Regions from separate parts of the Mus musculus genome. Here region 1 is linked to region 2. Evidence: chromatin contacts called from public promoter capture Hi-C data. All regions are on one chromosome and are shown on one strand. The core of a region is the stretch at or near the end of the contact, and the rest is flanking DNA. Distances in the headings are between cores, read along the strand shown. Region 1 overlaps Ppp6r2 (protein phosphatase 6, regulatory subunit 2). Region 2 holds the start of Plxnb2 (plexin B2).

Region 1 (5,157 bases), core at 759-3,258, 59 kb before region 2:
GTTTTCATTCAGGGAATAGTTTTGGCTGGTTTACCTGAAAATAAAAGAAAAAGTATTTAATTTTCCTTTATAGAGTTAATTTTGCATCTTAGTTTCTTTTCCTGATTCTGTGATAAAATGCAAGAACAACTTAAGGAAGGGCTGGTTTAGCTCTCCGTTCCAGGCCCTTCAGAAGGAACTGGGGGCAAGCAGTCAAAAACCACCTGTACTCAGCCCACCGTCTCCTCACACAGTCTAAGGTCTGCGCACAGAATGGCGCCGCCCACAGTGGGCAGGCCTTCCCACCTCAGTCACTGCAATCAGAATAGTCTGCAGACATGGCCATTTCCCAAGTGATTCTAATCCTGTCAAGTAGCTGACAATGTTATCACACTAACGAAAATGTCAGACCAAAAAGAAAAGAAAAGAAAAGAAAAGAAAAGAAAAGAAAAGAAAAGAAAAGAAAAGAAATCAAGAGCCATTATTGTGATTGTCATCTTGATGGGACTGAGAAGCACCTAGGAAGCTATAAAGCACTTCCGGGTGTGTCTGAAGGCATCCAAGAGATGATTGATTATGGTGGAAAGATCTGCCTTGAATGTATTGTTGATACCATCTAATACGCTCAGGGCCTGAAAAAAGAATAGCAGAAAAAAGGAGAGGCTAGCTAAGAGCTTTCTATCTTTTTCTTTGTCTTATTCTTTCCTTCCCTCCTTCCCCTCATTCTTTTCTATCCTTCCTGGTTCCCATGACGTGAGCTGTTCTGCTCTGCCATGGTCTCCCCACTGTGAAAGAGTAAGACTGCTCAGCCTATGAAACAAAATCATCTTCTCTCAAGTTGTTTATATGGGTATTCTGTCACAGAAATGTAAAACCAACACACCAGCCGGGCTGGGACTGTGTTTCTACTGTTATAAGCACTGGATTCTCTTCTAGAGGATCTGGGTTTAATTCCCACATCCAATTCTCCAGTTCTAGGGGACCTGATGCCCTCTTCTGGTCACCACAGTCATTCAACATGCACACATGAACACATGCAGACATACACATATAAGCAAAATACTCATTTAAATTAAAATGATTCGGGGGGAGTAGGCACTGTCATGACTAAACAATAGGGTTCTTTGTATTTTGAGAGTTTTTTTTTTTTTAAAGACAGTTTATGTAGCCCTGGCAGGCCTGGAAGTGACTATGTAGACCAAGGTGGCCTTACAGAAAGTTCTTTCACTGCCTCCCTGTGCTGAATTAAAGGCATGCCCCACCATATCCAGATTCACAGTGTAAGGTTTTATTGTTATTTTGTTTTGGTTTTGAGACAGGGTATCACAATGAGGCCTTGGCTGGCCTGACATTCACTAAGTAGACCAGGCTGGCCTCACACTCAGAGATCTAACTGCCGTCCACATGCTGGGATTAAAAGTGTGTGCCACCACACCCAGCCACAATGAGGTTCTTAAGACTCCAGAGCTCATGTGATTGTTGGAGGTATTTGGAACAGCTTGGAGAAAGACATTAGAAAGACTTTAGGATGCTACAAGATGAGATTTCTATGTAATTCTGCTGGGATCTCAGAAGATCAGAATACTGACAGGGGTGTGGGAAAGAAAGAGCAATTCTATATAGAAGCAACATCTATATTAGGAACTGGATTACAGGCCACTTGTATTACATTGCAGGGGGAAAATTCGTCTATATTCTGTCAGTGAATAGAGACTGTGTGGAGGCTGGGTTTATTTGTTTGTTTGTTTTTAATATGTATGGGTGTTTTGCCTGAATGTGTGTCTGGGGATTGGATGCCCTGGAACTGGATTTATAAATGGCTGTGAGCCACCAGGTAGGTGCTGTAAGTTGAATCTGGGACCTCTGGATAAGGAGTCAGAATTCCTAACCACTGAGCAATCCCTCTAGCTCCTTGAAGGCTAAGTTAAAGGTGAACAACTAGCTTCTGGTGCAGGCCCAGGGTCTCCCAAGCCCTTTCATTCCTGTCTCTCCAGACTTCCTCTTTATACTACCACAGCCTCTCAGCAGAGGCTCCTCCACCCTACTCATTTCCTGAGGCCTCTGCCTCTTGGTTCAGATTCAGCTTTCCCTTCTGGCTTCTCCACTCCTTTGTGTCAGCCAGCAGTCCTCAAAAACTCTTTTTACCAGGGATTCCCAGTGGCATGCTGGGCTGGTACAACGAAAGGCAATTTTCACTCTCCTTCCTGTCTATCCCCGCTGCTGATCTTTCAGGGGTGTGGTGTGTGTGTGTGTGGGTTAGTCTTAGTCCTGTAGCAGCCTACCTGCAAGAGCTCCCCCCTCCTGCCGTCTCCACTCACTGAGGACTCTGTCTCTTGGTGCAGATCCCAGCCTCCCTAGCTCTTCCCTGTGGACTTATTGCTTCATTTTGCTTTGAATATTTTTTTTGTCTTATTGTTCTTTTGCTTGTTTATTTTTTTATCTTTGTTTTGTAGGAGGAATTGTATTTCTTGACTTTGTTTGTTTATTTGTTTGTTTTTTTTGTTTCGTTTGTTTCTTTGAAAATAGACAGAAAAAAACAAAACCATTAAGTTGAGTAAGTAGGATCAGAAAGGAACCTGAAGAAGACAAAACCATGATCTTAAAAAAGTGATGAATTAGCTGATTATCTAGCACAGGAAACTCACTGCATGCTGGCGTTCAGGCTGAAGCATGGATATAAGTGGCTGCGCTATCTAGAGAAGCTCACAGCATGGGTATGAGCAGACCCACGGCAGAAGAAAGGCCTGAAAGCTTTCCACTTGCTCAGCAAAGCACCCCATGGAAAGTGGGGGCCTGGGGAAGTGTGGCTGTTGGAAAGGCAGAGGTGCTTAGAAAGAAGCCAAGTACTTGGCATCAGGACAATAGGAACCGGCCACTATCACTTTAGTTGAGGCAGAAAGCTTTTATGTCTTTTGAAAGACAGCTCTAGGCATCCGACTCATGCTCAGGCACTTAGGAAAGTGTTTCCCGCACATTCAGCCGTCTAAGCACCCATGGTCCAAGGGGTGCCAGCTACTGACCAAGCTGGCGGCAGACTGGGCACTGCCCATATGATGCTCAGGGCTGGTAGTCTGAGTGCTATAAAAACAAAAACAAAAACCAGGCCGAGCAAGCCAGAAGCAGCACCACTCCATATCCTCTATATCACCAGCTCCTGCCGCCCGCCAGGCTCTTGCCCTGTGTTCAGTGATGAACTATAAGGCAGAAGTGTAAACAAAATAAAACCTTTCCTCCCCATATTGCGTTTGGTCACAGTGTTCTATCATAGCTATAGAAACTCTAAGGCATAAAATTACTGAGGCTTCCATTCTGGTTTCAAAGAAAAGTCTGGAAGGTCAGGCAATGTGTAGTAGGGTCTGGATCCCCAAAGAAAGGCCCTGGAGAGAGTGATGCTTAACTCTGTAAAGGTAAGGCCAAGATTCAATGGAGACTCCAGGAGCCAAATGTGCTGTCTCATATAGGTATTCCCAGCACTGGCAAGACTGAGGCAGGAGGATTACAGTGAGTTTGAGGCCAGCATGGATTACACAGTAAGTAATAAGTAAGTAAGTAAATAAATAAATAAATAAATAAATAAGGCTAGTGAGATGGCTCAACAGTTAAGAGCACACACTACACTTATAGAAGACAAGGGTTCAATTCCCAGCACCTACATCTGTCAGCCCACAACCACCTGTAACTCCAGGGCTATCTGATGTCTCTGGCCTTTATGAAGGCCTGCACTCATATACGTATACCTCCTTCCTATGTGCATAACTAAAAATAAAATAAAGAAATAACTCCAGAAGTCAGAGTTGTCACAAACATGGAATGTGTGCTGGGAAAACTACAGCAAGTGAACAGAGTAGCCCAAGAGAAAAAAAGGCCGGTGGTTATAACCAGCAAGGCTACAGGGGTGATAAGCTGTTCAGGACCCAGCCTTGGGAACTTACATCACACCTCACACCTGCTCCAAATGCCAGGCATGGAGCTACAGGGTTTGTGTACACACATCAATGCATGGAGCTACAGGGTTTGTGTACACACATCAATGTGTGTGTGTGTGTGTGTGTGTGTGTGTGTACATGCCATGGCATACATGGAGAGGTGAAGACAACTTGTGGTTGTCAGTTCTCTCCTTTCCACTTGTATATGGGTCCCTGGAATCAAACTCAGTTGTCAGGTTTGGCAGCAAGTGCCTTTATGCACTAAGCCATCTAGCCAAGCAAGAGAACATCTACAAGATTTAACTGTGGCCTGCCCAACTCTAGTCAGATACATCCTCACTATTCTCCAATTCCTTTCTTTTGGAAATATTTGAAAAACTTGACATTATTAAGAATCTACGCTACTGTATACTGAAAGTATGTGACTTTTTGTTTTTGTTTTTGTTTTTGGAGACAGGGTTTCTCTGTATAGCCCTGGCTGTCCTGGAGCTCACTTTGTAGACCAGGCTGGCCTCGAACTCAGAAATCCGCCTGCCTCTGCCTCCCGAGTGCTGGGATTAAAGGCATGCGCCACCACGCCCGGCTGTGACTTTTTTTTACTTTACAGAACTTACAGCTTAGAATTTTCAGAGTTTTAGAATAAGCTTTGGATTTAGAATTTTAAATAACACTGGAAAGAACTATTAAAACTACCAGACCTCTTAAAGATAGATTTGCATTATACTCTCAACATGAGACTTTTGGGAGTCAAAAATGGATTATTACAGTTTAAGGAGATGTGTTTGGATAACAAGTTGACAAGGGATAGACCTGTAGTGGTCAGAATTAGTTAAACACACTCTGGTTGTGTCTGAGTGTGTTTTTAGAGAACGTTAATTAAGTGTATTAAGACCTACACTGGAATAGACAGCACCAATTCTTACACTAGGAATACAAATGGAATAAAAGGAGAAAATGAAGCCAGGCAGTGGTGGCACACACCTTTAATTCCAGCACTTGGGAGGCAGAGGCAGGTGGATCTCTGCGTCTCTGGACAGCCTGGTCTACGGAGTGAGTTCCAGGACAACCAGGACTACACAGAGAAATTATGTCTGGGGAAAAAAAAAACGGGGTAAGGGGGGGAGAGGCGGAGAAAGAAGCAAGCTAGTATAGGTATATAGGCATTTCTCCCCCCCCACACACACTTCCTTGCCAGCACAATGTAACTACTTTTTGTTCCACCATACCTGACATGATAGATTAAAGCCTCTGA
Region 2 (5,070 bases), core at 961-3,460:
GCTCCACCGTAAAATGCACATCTCAAATATCACTGCAGTGTGTTTCTCGTGCTAGTTTTCACTTGACTTTCACACAGTAGGCTTCAGGGTGCCCCACCCCACACCACCCCAAGGACCTCAGCCACCATCAGCCTAGGACTCTTCATGGGAATCAGCAGACAGATTTAGAGGAGGGGCTGGTGGGGAGGTAGAAGGCTATAGACACAACAGTGCTGCTTAGGGCACAAACCCAAGGCTGACACACAGGAATGAGCAAAGTTCCAGTTTCTTCGAGGGGCTTGTCCTGGTTACTGGTAGAGTATACCGCCTGCCTGCTGGCTTCCTACCAGCTACATCCTCTCCGACTCTCTCTCTCCCAGGATGGGATCAGCTGAGTTAGTGGAGCTTCTGTCCAAAGTAGGCTCAAGCCCATCTCTTTCCATCCATGCCAAGGGCAGAGCCTGGAGGGATGTCGAGACAGATGGCTCCAAAGAGGTGCTCCCCTCCCCCCAGCCCAGAGGTCCCTTACAGTTTAGATGCCTGGAGAGTGAGAAGCTAATCCTGGAGATTGTGATTCCCAGAGCTCCCTTGTGTGGCCAGTTGGGAGAGCGCAGTGAGCCAGCATTCAGGGGATCTAAGAGGGTTGGGTGGAGGTCATGAGGCAGCCAGCCCCAGGGACAGACCGGAAGGACAGGAGGACTCTTTTACCCTCCAGCTTCCTGCCTTTTCTATTTTGAGCCCTACTCAGTTCAGAATACTGGCCTTCCCACAACTTTGTTATTAAAATATCTTTTTTTGTTATACAATACTTGTCTTTTAATATTTTTGATACAAAGTTTGCAGCTGTGTTACTGGATATTTTAGAGTTGTGTGTGTGTGTTGGGGGCCGTAGTGTTGAAATCACTGAATATTTTGGAGTCTCTTGTATGTGGGGGGAGGGGGCGGGGTTGCTGGTGGAGGGGAGAAGGTGATTCAACCAAGCCTGGCTGCTTGAGATGGGGCAAGTTCAACTTCCTTAAAGAAACAGTGAAGTCCTCAGATTTGTGAAGTTTTCAGGTTGGGGAAGACATAAGAATTGGGGCAGATCTCCAAAGCTGGGGAGATGTTGTTCCAAGCTGGCTCAGTCAGTCACGGGCACCCCAAAAGGCTCTCCACAGAGATGCCAGAGGAAATAGGAGGAAGTAGGCAGACGGTATTCAAGGAGGGCAAATCTGGAGGCTGGCGAGATGGCTCAGGGGGTAAGAGACTGCTCTTCCACAGGTCCCGAGTTCAAATTCCAGCAACCACATGGTGGCTCACAACCACCCGTAGTGAGATCTGACGCCCTCTTGTGGTGTGTCAGAAGACCGATACAGTGTACTTATGTATAATAATAAATCTTTGGGCCTGAGCGAGCAGAGATCCTAAGAATTCAATTCATAACAACCACATGAAGGCTCACAGCTAGAGTGTACTCACATACATAAAATGAATAAATAAATACATCTTTAGTTTTTTTTGTTTTAAAAAGGAGAGCAAATCTGGGGTGGAAGAGACAGCTATTCCAGGGTAGACATGAATGAGCTGGGGTTTGGGGACTAGTTCCAAACCTTGTCCTGAGATCGCCACCACAACTTCAAGGCCTGAAGTAGGAACCCTACGGTACTGTCCTACCCTATAGACATTTTGGGGGTCGGTAAGGCCAAGGGGCCGGGAAGGAGAGTAGAACATTCCATAAGGAGAACAGAGCGGCTAGGATTTGGAAGAAAGAATCAAGGTTCAGCAGCCCTCACCCTCGGGAACGGGATGAGCGCGTGGTCCCGCCTGTTGCCAATGGTGGTGCGGTTCCTTGCGCCCCGCCCATCTCCAAGAAGACACTTGAGGCCTCGATCTGGCCCAGGCGAAGCCACCCACTGGTGCCGGGCCGCGTGCGCCATTCAGTTCGGCCTGGGGCACTCCCGGGGTTGTGCCCAGCCTGAGCGAACTCCTCTGATGACGGGGCAGTGGGAGGTGCGGGGGAACTGGTGCCAGGAGACGAGACTGCAGCAGGCAGGGAGCGCGGATTGCTACTGGGCGCGAATCTCCAAGCAAAGCGGTGTGCATAAGTGGCTCTGAGCCGAGGGAAACGCGGGGTACGCTAGGGACGCCAGCCGCCCCTCCTTCCCACCCTCTACCCCTTAGTCTCGTCCCTCCCTCTCGCCCGCCCCTGTCCTCCCCGCCCTCCTTCTCCCCTGGCGGGGGCGGGGCCGGCGGCTCCCGCGCGCTCCGGCCCCTCCTCGGCCACACAAAGGCCCGTCTCCATGGCAGCCGCGCGGGCCGGAGCGCAACGCAGAGCGCGGCCCCGGCGCCATCGAACGACGGCTGCGGAGGAGCAGGTACGGCACTCGGGGACGGGAACTGTGGGGGCGTCGCGCAGGCCCAGGCTTCGCCGTCTCCGCCACTCGGCCTCGGCCTGCGCCCCCGGACGCGGGGGTCTTAGGGCAGTGCCGCTGCGCGGAGGGCGACGCGGGCCTGCGTCTTTGCCCCGCGTCTGTCTGTCTTTCCAATCGGCTGGGCCTGGCTGTTCCTGCCTCCCCGATTGGCGACGAGGCCCTCAGCGCTGGGATGCTGGGAGACTGTCCTGGCAGGCAGGGTTCCCACGACCCGGTGGAGCTGCACCCGACCCGGTGTAGTTTCAAACCCTCCTTCACGGCCGGCGTCCCTACCGAATCGATGGACCAGAGCAAGTCATCTCTGTCGTGCTGGACCTCCAGGCCCCAGTTCTCAAGCTAAGCTTGCTCAGACGCTGGGCTCTGCTGGGGCTTTTTACAGGGGTGCTCAACCAAAGCAGTGCCCACACCTTCTGGGACAGGGAACAAGAGCCAGAGAGAACTAACACTCAGTAGTAGTACCTGGTGAGGCCCCACGCCTCCCGGCAAGATCTCCGCAAGTTTCTAGTGTAGTTCGTTGTTGTGGTGTTTGGAGAGACACTTAGGATTCAGAGGGCTTAGAACTTGTGGGTGCTTTTACACAGTCCAGTCCTTCACTTCCATATACCTTCTTAAGGGAGATTCATTGCTTCCTCTGTTTCCTGCTGTGTGGCAGGTTTGTGTGTGGGTGGGTCCTTTCTATCTGGGGTCTTCTGAGCCTAAGAATCCTAGAGTTTCTGGCCACGTCACTTAATTCCTTTTTCTAGTTCCTTGGAGAAGGCAGGAAGGGAGATCGGATTATGGCCACCATGGTGGTGGTGGTCAGAACTGTAGCTGAAGCCAGGTCCCAAAGCCAGTGTCACGTTCTGATGAACGGAGGCCCTCGGGGGCCCTCATTTGCCTTGGGGAGTGCCCCCCTCTAACGTCTCTCTTCAATTTGTATTGATGATTTTAAAGCTGAATTTCTCAGACTGCTCACAAACACCTAGAGGGTGGGAGCTGTCAGCCTGATCCCACACCCGGATGCTGTCTTGGAACATAGGGAATGTCATCAGAAAGTTGGACTGTCGCTAGCATGAGTCCTTGCTCTTTGGTCAGGAGGTGAAGTTCCTAGGAAGGTAGAGCCAACGCGTGAGTTGTTTTGTGGAATGTGCCAAACCTTATTGTGTTGTATGGAAATTGCTCGAGAAGACTAATCACCAGGTAGACTACAGAGCCTCGGCCACCTAGTCGCTCACACCCTCCCATGGAAGTGGGGAGGCCTGAGGACTGGCCAGAGGTTTCTAGCCCCAGGATCTGAGGGAAGTTACTTAGAAAAACAAGAGTTTGGAATGTGAGTTCCCCCCTCCCCCACGGGCTGCCTGCCAAGGAGGAATTATTTTGGATTATCCAGCCGAGTCCAGCGAGTCCAGCTACCCAAAGAGCAGGCTGAAGCAGAAGGGGAGGCTGAAGCAGCCATGGGAGAGGGACCCACTTCCGGGCTGAGTTGAGAACCCCAGGAGGGCGGGGTTGAGAACTCCAGGAGGGCGGGGCTGGCAAGTCCAGGCAGCTCCACCACCTCGCTCCCATGGCTGCTCAGACCAGTCAGGGGCGGTGTAGGAGGGCATGTGTCACCTTGGGTTGGAGAAGGACCTCAAGGTCGGCTCCTTTGTTGGCCCTGCCCAACCTGGAATATGCCCAGGCTCCTCTGACAAAGCTCGTGGGGGAGGAAGTATTTTAGATCTCTCTGGACGACTCGGTTCACTTCCCAAAGTCATTCCTACTATGTTTAAGGATACCTTGGATGGGTCACACTCCTGGCAGAGACCCCTTAGGAAGCACATCCCTGAGGGCTTACTGGGGCTGAACCGCAGGCTACCTTCTTGCCTTCTCACTGACCAGAGTCTCGCTGAGGGGCTGCCCCCCTCCCTCCTCATTGGGATGCGATACTGGTCAGGACATCCTACAGGTGGACAAATAAGGTGTTCTACCAGAAGCCGTTGGGGTGTTCCTGGGTTGGCTCCAGGGGCTTATGGCTTATCCAGGAGCTTGCGTGGAGAGCACACTGGGAGGGAGAGCCCACAGCTGATGCCCAAGAGCAAGAAGCCTAGGGACTTGGCCCTGGCCCCTGCTAGTGGAGCAGAAGAGATTGGATTGGAAGGGATTGAGCTGGGCTGGGCTGGCAGCCCACAGTGGCGTCCATATGTCACATGTCCCCCCTACCAGATCTGTAGCTATTCTAGAACATCCCCATGTAATGTCTTCTGCCCAGTACCTCTCCTAATGGTTAGTGCTAATGGTTCTTCAGGGATGTTGGACCCTTGCCTGGGGGTCATTGGTGGAAGGATCTTCTAGCACTATCCCTTGCTTGTCACTACGTGCATATCTCTGTCACAGAGGACTGTCACCCTGCCATCGGACACTCCTTACATCCCCTCCAACCCTCTTGTTGCTTCCTGTGTCCAGCCTTGTTCTTGATATTCAGGGAGGAAGTGTTTTGTCCCTATCGAGGGCCTCTTGTAAAAGGATTGGCTTGGTGAGGACAAGGAGGAAAGTTGATTGGAACTCCAACCAAGGCTTGGTAGTCCAGGCTCTGGCTAGCTTGTGGATAGGACTGAGGCTGTCCCTACTAGCTTCACCAACCCTTCTGTGCCAAGCCATTGGATGATTAGATAGGGGGTAAGAGTTGGGTAACCCCCTCCATGCTAATGGCTGTTTGTGTTTA

Evidence for each region. Promoter capture Hi-C pulls out the DNA fragments that hold promoters and counts their contacts.
Region 1: a contact with region 2 is called in a promoter capture Hi-C map of hematopoietic stem and progenitor cells. The contact joins the enhancer-like site here to the promoter of Plxnb2 in region 2. A contact is called at or near these places in 7 of 39 promoter capture datasets (the C10 cell line, cranial neural crest, embryonic stem cells and 3 more), 4 of 115 datasets of contacts at active chromatin or transcription factors (the SCID.adh cell line, bone marrow-derived macrophages and embryonic stem cells) and 3 of 9 other capture datasets (adipose tissue, liver and pancreatic islet).

What each region holds. Positions count from the first base shown.
Region 1 is chr15:89,237,037-89,242,193 of GRCm38.p6, reverse strand. Ppp6r2 (protein phosphatase 6, regulatory subunit 2) reads right to left here. Exons shown (of 25, transcript NM_026813.2): 2 at 1-34. Among named protein-coding and RNA genes, the nearest start is that of Ppp6r2, 28 kb to the right of the region's middle. Within about 2 kb of position 2,008, at least 54 of the 459 cell types and tissues checked have an H3K27ac peak or open chromatin away from gene starts, as enhancers often do. A contact at or near this core is called in adipose tissue, bone marrow-derived macrophages and hematopoietic stem and progenitor cells, where this site is marked.
Region 2 is chr15:89,177,928-89,182,997 of GRCm38.p6, reverse strand. It overlaps Plxnb2 (plexin B2), which reads left to right and starts at 2,210. Exons shown (of 38, transcript NM_138749.3): 1 at 2,210-2,333. Dennd6b (DENN/MADD domain containing 6B) reads left to right here. Exons shown (of 20, transcript NM_027081.3): 20 at 1-785.